Linked DNA regions of Mus musculus: regions 1 and 2 are each linked to region 3. The links are chromatin contacts, called in public promoter capture Hi-C maps. All regions are on one chromosome and are shown on one strand. The core of a region is the stretch at or near the end of the contact, and the rest is flanking DNA. Distances in the headings are between cores, read along the strand shown.

Region 1 (2,700 bases), core at 9-2,508, 800 kb before region 3:
GTGAGATGGCTCAGTGGGTTAGAGCACCCGACTGCTCTTCCAAAGGTCCGGAGTTCAAATCCCAGCAACCACATGGTGGCTCACAACCATCCATTAAGGAGATCTGACTCCCTCTTCTGGAGTGTCTGAAGACAGCTACAGTGTACTTACACATAATAAATAAATGAATCTAAAAAAAAAAAAAAAAAAAAAAGGTACTTGGAGTCCTCAATTTTTCAGTGTAAAAGAACAAAGTTTGGAGAATTGAATTGAGAGCTCATAATATGAAATCTACATCTTACCAGCAGATGGCACCACAAACACATAAAACCTAAACTTGAGGCTTTGGTTAAGGTGGAAATGTAAGAGATTTACATACATCAGTTGCAAATGAGATCTAGCTTTCCCCAAAGGAGATTCTTCTCTGCCTTTGGTTGCTCTTTATGTGAAAAGGAAACTGCCTTAAGTGGCCTGCAGATTACTCTGAGAGTGGGCAGAGATGCCTCACTAATCATACTCACCCCAGTGCCCATAAACTAATTATCTCCTTGGCCAAATCCATAGACTGACTGTATCTCAGAGCGATGTCTCTCTGCATGGTAGCCATGCAGTATGGTCAGACATGTCAGTTCCCTAGCATCACAGAGAGCTGTACAATAGAACCCAGAATTTACTCCTTGGGGAATGTGTTCTAAGAAACCACATTATTCCAACGATATATGCACGTGCCTCTCCTGCTGTGACATCACAGATTGCTGTAAGTTGAGTTTAGAGGATTCTCTTTCCTAACCAGCCTTGCAATCTCTAAAATGTGTCTTTCTCTTCTGTGTATCAATGACAGCATACTCCAACATAACTTGTCCATCTTGACTCTCTGTATCTGTGCACTGTGGAAGTTAATGTCATTTCTACAGGGAGACCTAACTCTGGAGCAGACCTGCTTCCATTAACCTTTCTAAGTTCCTGTTTTGCACACAAATCCCCTTTGCTGTATTGACTCAAGCTTGCTATTTTTCCCTCCAGATTTTAATGTCTCTGCTTTTCTGGAGGGAATCCCCATGTCTCGTGCTGACTTAGTGTCTCAGCCTTGCTCCAAATGATTCACACTCCTTTTCTATCCACCAGTAGATGAGAAAATGCAGTACGGTTCCTATGGAATGTTGGAGGGACATGCAATGGCCTAGCATGGCTACTACATTGCAGTCTCTCCCATCCCACCCCACTTTCCAGGCATTCAAGTAAACCAGCTTGATCAGGGAGCTTTAGGTGGCCGAGTTCCAAAATCTGCTCCGACAGATTGTTTCTGGGTTTCTGCAGTGACAGCCTCCTACTCTCAACTCTGCCCAAGAATGCCTGAGACCCAACCATTTTTTTTTTTTTAACTTTCACTAGAAGCTGACTGGCAGGTGCATTGGTGAGCAATGTGCTGCATTTGTGGGAGGTTTCAGAGATATGCAGAGGTCCACAGACGTGGAGTGGTACTGCAGTAGAGTCATAGCAGTGCCACTTCTCTTTGATCCTGGCCACCTTCCATGACACTTGCTCTAGCCTGCACCATCCCTTTATTCTTGTCGCCTCTTCCTCCAACCCCTCATCCCTCCCTTTTGAGAAGAAACACCATTTCTCCCATCCCTTCTGCAGTACAGAGGCCCCCAAACCATCTCTCATGGTGCACACCAAGTTTTTTCTTTAAGTTAAAATGCCGTGATCTCTCTGTGTGTTCATTAATCTTCACTGTGATTAAGGGTGTGGAAGCAGCCAGCACCTGACTGTGGTGTGTATAGGAGGGGTCTCTGGCAGGAGATTATGATCAGCTACAGTGACCCCGATAGCATTTCCGTGACTGAATGCAGGCAGCTTCAAAAGCACACACACACACACACACACACACACACACACACAGAGAGAGAGAGAGAGAGAGAGAGACCAGGAGAGACATATGCACACACTCTCTTTCTCTGGCCCCTACACCAACCACCGTGAGACTCTGCTAACAGGAAGACCACCACTGATAGCCCTAGGACTGAGAGCTAAAATCAATGTATGAGTCAGTGGTATTGTGCTAGTATGCAAAAAGGAAAAGAAAAAGAAATGTGTACAAAGAGCTTTTAGCCCAACAAATAATGACTAGCTTTCCCCCATCTCCTCCTCCATAGGTTATATGTGGTGCAGTACAGGATAGTCTCAAACTCACTACGTAGGCCAGAGTGGCATTGAACTAACATTCATCCAGTCTTAGCCTCCTGATGCTGCTATCACCACTAAACTCAGGAAAAAACAGATTTTCCTTTATATATTTGGAATTGCAGTTTCTCTTAAATTTGGCTTCCTGACTATCAAAGTCAAGAATTTTTACAGGACTGATGTGTTCAGGGGGTGATGACAGAGGGCACAGAGACAACCAAAAGCTCTAGAGATCGCCCGAATGCTTCTCAGCTCTGATGGCCAACAGGCTTTTATTTCTCTAGGTGCTGGCAGGATTTATGTCAACTTGCCACAAGCTGAGAGGAGTGACCCTCAACTGAGAAAGTGCTTTTATAAGGCTGGGCTGTAGGCAAGCCATTAGGGCGTTTACTTAATTCATGACTGATGTGGGAGGGTCAGGTCCATTATGGGTGGGGCTACCCCTGAGCTAGTGGTCCTGGGTTCTATAAGATGGCAGACTGAGCAAACCTCAGGGAGAGAACAAGAGCCCCTAAAAAGCACTCTTCCATGGCCTCT
Region 2 (2,821 bases), core at 282-2,781, 850 kb before region 3:
GATGAAGACCCATTCAAGAAAGCTTGCAGTGGGAGAGCCGGGTGTGGTGGTGGTACATGTCTTTAATCCCAGCATTTGGGAGGCAGAGGCAGGTGGATTTCTGAGTTCGAGGCCAGCCTGGTCTACAAAGTGAGTTCCAGGACAGCCAGGACTATACAGACAAGAAGAAAAAAAAAAAGCTTGCAGGGATTACTCATGGATATAAAAATGTGTTCATTCTTTATAAGTGAACCTGGAAAAGAGCATAGAAGCCACTGACACTGAGTTGTCATCGGACAATTTCTTCTTTGCTGTGCAAAAGGTATAGTAGCTGAGACTCAAGCTTTGATAGAATAGGTATGGCATTTCTTTAAATCTCTTTATTTTTTTCCCAAGTGGAGTGTCCTTGCATGTTTATCAATTTGCTTTTTGAAAATAGCTACGAACTCTCTCTCGGCCAGATGAATGTATATAACACAGGCAGGTTATAGCTTATTCCAATGCTCTCATTACCACCAAGCACAGTTAATCAACTGCTCAGACCTTCTGTTGCTTAGAAAGTGTTTCGTATTTACTTGATGCCCTTTTGCTAAGAACATACTCGATATTGTTTTTATAAAAGCCAAACTGGTTTCCATATCTATGTAATTAAAGAACACTTTTTCTGTGGTTGTTTAACATTATTTCCTACATTTACAGGATTTTCACTGGATATCACACTTGTTTTATTATGACCTAATTTTCACGGAACTTCATTCAATCGTCTGAATCATATTTATCGAGTATAAGCCATTCTCCTAATCACTTCAGTGAAAAAAGCATATAAAATTACTACTCTCAAAACACTATTTCCATCCTGCAACTTCATGTGACTTTCAAAAATTAGAAACCTCAGGCTGGTAAAATCAACCAATTTGGTCCTTACCCCAATTTTTAGCCTAGAAAAATCCAAGCATTTTGTGAGGAAAGGAGAGGGTGGGGGAGTGGGCGGGAGTTAACTGTGTCTAAGTGAGTTTAGGCTCTTTAGTTTGCTCGCTCCTGAAGCCTGGTGAGAGTACCATCAACGACTAAAATTCTCTTTGTTCAGGGGTCGAAGACTGGGCTGCATCTAAGACGTAATCTATAGAGTGCTGGCTGGTGTGTTCTTTCAGACTCCTGGAGATTGACAACTAGAGATTGACAATGGTGTTAAGTCAAGTTGACCAGGACCCATAGAAAGGCTTGACTAACTTGTGGCTGGAGACAGGCTCCTGTAAAATTGTATCACATCCTATAGTTGGGAAGCTTCAAAGTCGCAGTAAGGGAAACGACCCCCTACCCTTCCCTCCTCTGCCTCCACAGCTTGGCCCCCGGGTCCTAATTTGATCCCTTCCAGTTCTCCCCCTTTCCACAAACTTCCTAGCCCACAGGAATGCGCGTGCGCAGAAAGATTCCGCCTTGGCCGGCCGGGGCGAGGAGGGCTCGATTGAATCGGTGCTCGACTCTTCGACTTCTCTGAGTTCGATTGAGGAGTTTGGCCGCCCTCTTCCGGCGCGGGGAAGCTCTTCCGGTATTAGTTTCAAGCGGACCGCGCCGGCTTCAGGTGAGTCTCTCGGGTTCTTTTTCGCTGTGGCTGGTCTCAGGGTTTGGCGGGATCCGCCCCGTCCGCGGTAACTGAGCCGGCGAGGGCGAAGGTGTCGTCGGTTGCGTGGTCCTCGGTCCGCGGACGTATAGGAGGAAGGGACGGCGACCCCAGGGCTGGCGGAATGAGGCCCGGCGTCACAGCCTGTTCTCTGCAGGATGGTTGGGTTTTTAATGTCAGAGGACCCTGGTGTTGGGTGGATTGGCCGGTGTGTAAAGAGGCTCAAGCGGACACATAGGAATTAGCCCAGGGGGAGAGAATGGCCCGTGACTTGCTTGGAGGAGCAGGGTGTGCAGTTCACTGTGCACTCTCGGCCTCTTCTCCCCGGCAGCCTTTGGGTTTCTGGTGCCCTTGCACTATTTCAGCCCAAAGGAGCTAATGCCAGAGCCTGTGCTCTTGTCCCTCTCTTGAGTCCCAGCCCTTCTCCAGGTTCCCATGTAGAGAGGCAAGCCTGTGAGAAACGTTACCTATTATCCGTTGCCTACATAGTACAGGCCCTTCCTATAAGTTGTTCAGAGCAGCTTGTTGTGTGACGTTAAGACACTTGTGTCCTTTAACGAGTGATAGCTATCGATAATAAATAGTAACTGTAGATGCTAACTGGTGCAGACTGATACATATCTGTCTCATAATTTTATAGGCTCCATTTTATAGGTGCTGTTAGTAGCCATAATTTGTAGCTGGGGACTTGAGACATTAAGGAACTTGCCCCCCATCGAAGTAGGTTGTAAAATCGTAAACAGAACTTAAATCCGTATCTTATTGATACAAGAATCTGAGCTCTGAACTGTCAACCTTGACCACTCTTGAGACTCACATAGTGGGAAAGAGACAGAAGTGAAAGCCCCTGAGAGGTCGTTCTCTGACCTCAACATACACGATGGCACAGGTAAACAAACACACACACACACACTAATCGTTTAAATCAATACATTCATGAGTGCATCTATGAACTGTCTTAATTTGTATTGTTCTATTACAATGACTTTTTAAAACTAGGTGCGTGTTTACTGATCTTTCACAAAATGTTCAAATCATTTTACTGAAAAACCATTTTCTGGTGAATATGATCAAAACACATGACATTCTCAAAGAATTAATAAATATACTTTCGAAAGTTATGTCATTATGTAGATGAAAGGACAGTATCATTTAAGTGGGGATAAAAGAAGTATATAACCTTGAATAATATGTTTTTAAATCTGCCTATGTATTGACAGA
Region 3 (2,814 bases), core at 270-2,769:
GCTGGCAGGTGATAGGAACACAGTTACTGGGCAAATCCATAAGGAGAGGGAGTGAGGCTAGAGGCAGAGGAGCCAGAGAGACTTGCTTAAGATTCTGGAAGAAGCTGGGTGGTGGCGGCGCACGCCTTTAATCCCAGCTCTTGGGAGGCGGATTTCTGAGTTCGAGGCCAGCCTGGTCTACAAAGTGAGTTCCAGGACAAAAAAAAAAAAAAAAAAAAAAAAAAAAATCTGGAAGAAGGCACAGAAAATTTTATGCAGTAAACAGCATTCTTGTATTTGGACAGGATTGTGGAGGACGAAACACCAATGATAGGTTGAACCGTCCTTAAATGAAGTCTCATTTAGTGGGGTCAGAGTCCTGAGCAGAAAAAAACAAAAAACCAACCCCAAAAAAAAACAAAAATAAGCCAGAAGGGTTCGGGCTGCAGCTGGATGTAGGTTCTTTCTCTTCAGTGTGATTACCAATTATTAATACCAAAGACTTGTTAAAAGGGCAAACTCTTAGGTTACATTCTAGGTGCACGGAGCCAGAACTAAGAAATCTTTGAGCAAACTCTCCAGGTGATTCTGACGCCACTGCCGTAGCCTGCCAAACACCCCGTGGCAATGCAGTAAGGGATTAGAATTGCCACGACTTGCCTTTAATCTTAAGAAAGAAACAAAACCCTTAAAACTAATGGGAACCGCGGTTTGCTACCTAGGGTAGATTTTTTTTATATAGCGCCCAGAAAACAGAAACAAAGAAAAACAACGATCATGTTGCCCAAAAGCCTTCTTAGATAATTAAGACTTTTTTTATAGAGATCCTGATGTTCTCGTTGCCTAAATTCAGTTCAAAAGTGAGGTGATCATCCCACGTCTTACGAGTTCCTTTTATTCGCTACAAAAACACCCGGAGAAAACAAGGCTAGGATTGCGGGTGGCCCTGTGGAAGCAGTATTTCCGTGCAACCGCCCTTTAGGAAAACACAATTCCCCAATGAGAAACCCCCAAGCGCAGCGGCGGGGCCCGGCCCACAGTCCCGGGCCACGCGGCGTCCCCCACGCACCCCCCGCGGGCCACTGGGCCTCCTCCCAGCCCGCTCAGAAGATAAACAAATCACTCCTGTTTTCCAGTCCTGGAATAAGCGCTGACTCACACAGCACTTTGATCAGCCACGGTCGCCTCAGGAAGGAGGAAAACTGTGCAGATTTTTCCCTCTCACGCGACGGCCCGAAGTGCCGCGCTGACCAATCAGGACTGGGTGGTGGGAACAGCACCAAAGTAGGTAAAAAAATGCGGGTCGCGGTCCCTGAGAGCCGTTTTGAGAGTTCTCGTCGCCAAGCAGAGCACCCGCCCACCGGCATTCGCCCCGCCCACTCCGCGCCGGGGCCCCGCCCCTAGCGGCGCGCACACCTGGCCAGGTGGCGACTTCCATGTATGGGCAAAGGCCGCGCGGTAGGCGGGGCATCGCGTGGTCCCGCCTCCAGGGCAGGGCCAGATTCCCCGGAGCGTCCTGTGTCCACCCTTCACGGAGCAGCAGCCCGGGCGCTCCTCTGGGCGGGGAACCCATGCACTCCCCTTAACTGGAGAGGGGTTTCCAGTTGTCTGGAGACTATTGGGACTCCTGGGTGGGGCCTGTCTGGGGAGGCCGGCCTGTTGCGTAGCAACGGTGGGCGGAGCGAGGGGCGCGCGCAGCCGCAGTCTGGCTGGAACTCGTGCCCGCCCTTAATAAGCTCGAGCTGCCGCGTCCGCCCTGCGCCTGCTCTCCTGCTTTTGCTACCCGGAGGACGAAGGTGCACAGACTTTGCCGTCAGGCTCCTAGCTCTCCTCCCGAAGTCCGCCCCAGCGAACATGGTGAGTGATCCTCGGGCGTGTGCTAAGGGAGGGGTCGGTTCCAAGGCAGCTCCTGGGCGGCATCATGCCCACCGTTCCAGGCCGCCGCCCGGGATCCCCTTCGGCCCGGCCTCGCTGCCTTCGATCCCGAAGTCGGTAGATCCCCGGGATGGGCGGCCGAACCTGAGACCATCCGTGTGGGCGCGGTTTTCTCCAAGGCCAGCTTGGTGACCCGTGAGCTTTTCCAGCCCTTTTTACTGAGAAGGAAAAGGATTTTATTGAACACTCTAGAGGGCGGAGTAATTGCTAGTGAGCGTGATTAAGAACCGGGTGGCCTTGCCGTGGCTTTGTTTGTCGTATCTGGCAATCAGCTTCAGTGGCACTCTCGTTGGGCTTGTCAAGCTTGGCAGTGGCTCTTTTAACCCTTCCCTGCCGGGTCCATTCATCCATGCTAGAAATTTGCCTTTACCTGAGAACAAGGCTTTACCACAACTTTGGGTGCAAGTCCTGGACATGATGTTGTTGCTTTTCAGATGCAAATTTAAAAACTTTCAGAAAGCCCGTATAATTACTCCAGCCCTTTAAAAAGAGAAACATTCGTTGTATTGAGATGGTAGAGATTTTGCTTAATTTACAAACTTCTCTACCTCCAAAGTGTTACTCAAATCGGTTGTAAAACAGTATCTCAACTGGGCGATCAGGTGGAACATTTTGTCACTGTAGTCTGCACAATGTTACCATTTTTGGTCAATGATTTGCTGGCAAGGCCTTGCCTCACTGCTAGAAATACTATCCTGTTGCTACATCTGTGCGCCGGGAAACAGTTGGTACCCACTTATCTGTCTACAGAGTGTTTTCACTGAATAACAACTTTGGTTTTTTCTTAGGATATAGCAACTGGCTTGCAGGTGCAGGCTGGCTCATTAGATTAAATGGATAGTTTTCTTGAAAACGGACCATGCTTAGCTGTGCCTTGATATTAAGTCATGTTTGGGTTTA

What was found. Promoter capture Hi-C pulls out the DNA fragments that hold promoters and counts their contacts.
Region 1: a promoter capture Hi-C map of hippocampal neurons shows a contact between it and region 3, with 9 times the contacts expected there. The contact joins the enhancer-like site here to the promoter of Dstn in region 3. A contact is called at or near these places in 8 of 39 promoter capture datasets (the 3T3-L1 cell line, 3T3-L1-derived adipocytes, cranial neural crest and 4 more), 1 of 484 Hi-C or Micro-C datasets (forebrain), 15 of 115 datasets of contacts at active chromatin or transcription factors (differentiating embryonic stem cells, embryonic forebrain, embryonic hindbrain and 5 more) and 1 of 9 other capture datasets (embryonic stem cells).
Region 2: a promoter capture Hi-C map of pre-B cells shows a contact between it and region 3, with 3 times the contacts expected there. The contact joins the promoter of Snrpb2 here to the promoter of Dstn in region 3. A contact is called at or near these places in 7 of 39 promoter capture datasets (3T3-L1-derived adipocytes, the C10 cell line, cranial neural crest and 4 more), 1 of 484 Hi-C or Micro-C datasets (muscle stem cells) and 3 of 115 datasets of contacts at active chromatin or transcription factors (astrocytes, embryonic hindbrain and embryonic stem cells).

The regions. Positions count from the first base shown.
Region 1 is chr2:143,113,648-143,116,347 of GRCm38.p6, forward strand. No RefSeq gene overlaps it. Among named protein-coding and RNA genes, the nearest start is that of Otor, 37 kb to the left of the region's middle. Within about 2 kb of position 1,259, at least 12 of the 459 cell types and tissues checked have an H3K27ac peak or open chromatin away from gene starts, as enhancers often do. A contact at or near this core is called in forebrain and hippocampal neurons, where this site is marked.
Region 2 is chr2:143,061,538-143,064,358 of GRCm38.p6, forward strand. Snrpb2 (U2 small nuclear ribonucleoprotein B) reads left to right here and starts at 1,532. Exons shown (of 7, transcript NM_021335.3): 1 at 1,532-1,561.
Region 3 is chr2:143,913,812-143,916,625 of GRCm38.p6, forward strand. It overlaps Dstn (destrin), which reads left to right and starts at 1,520. Exons shown (of 4, transcript NM_019771.2): 1 at 1,520-1,836. The coding sequence starts at 1,834. It also overlaps a transcript of Bfsp1 not described here.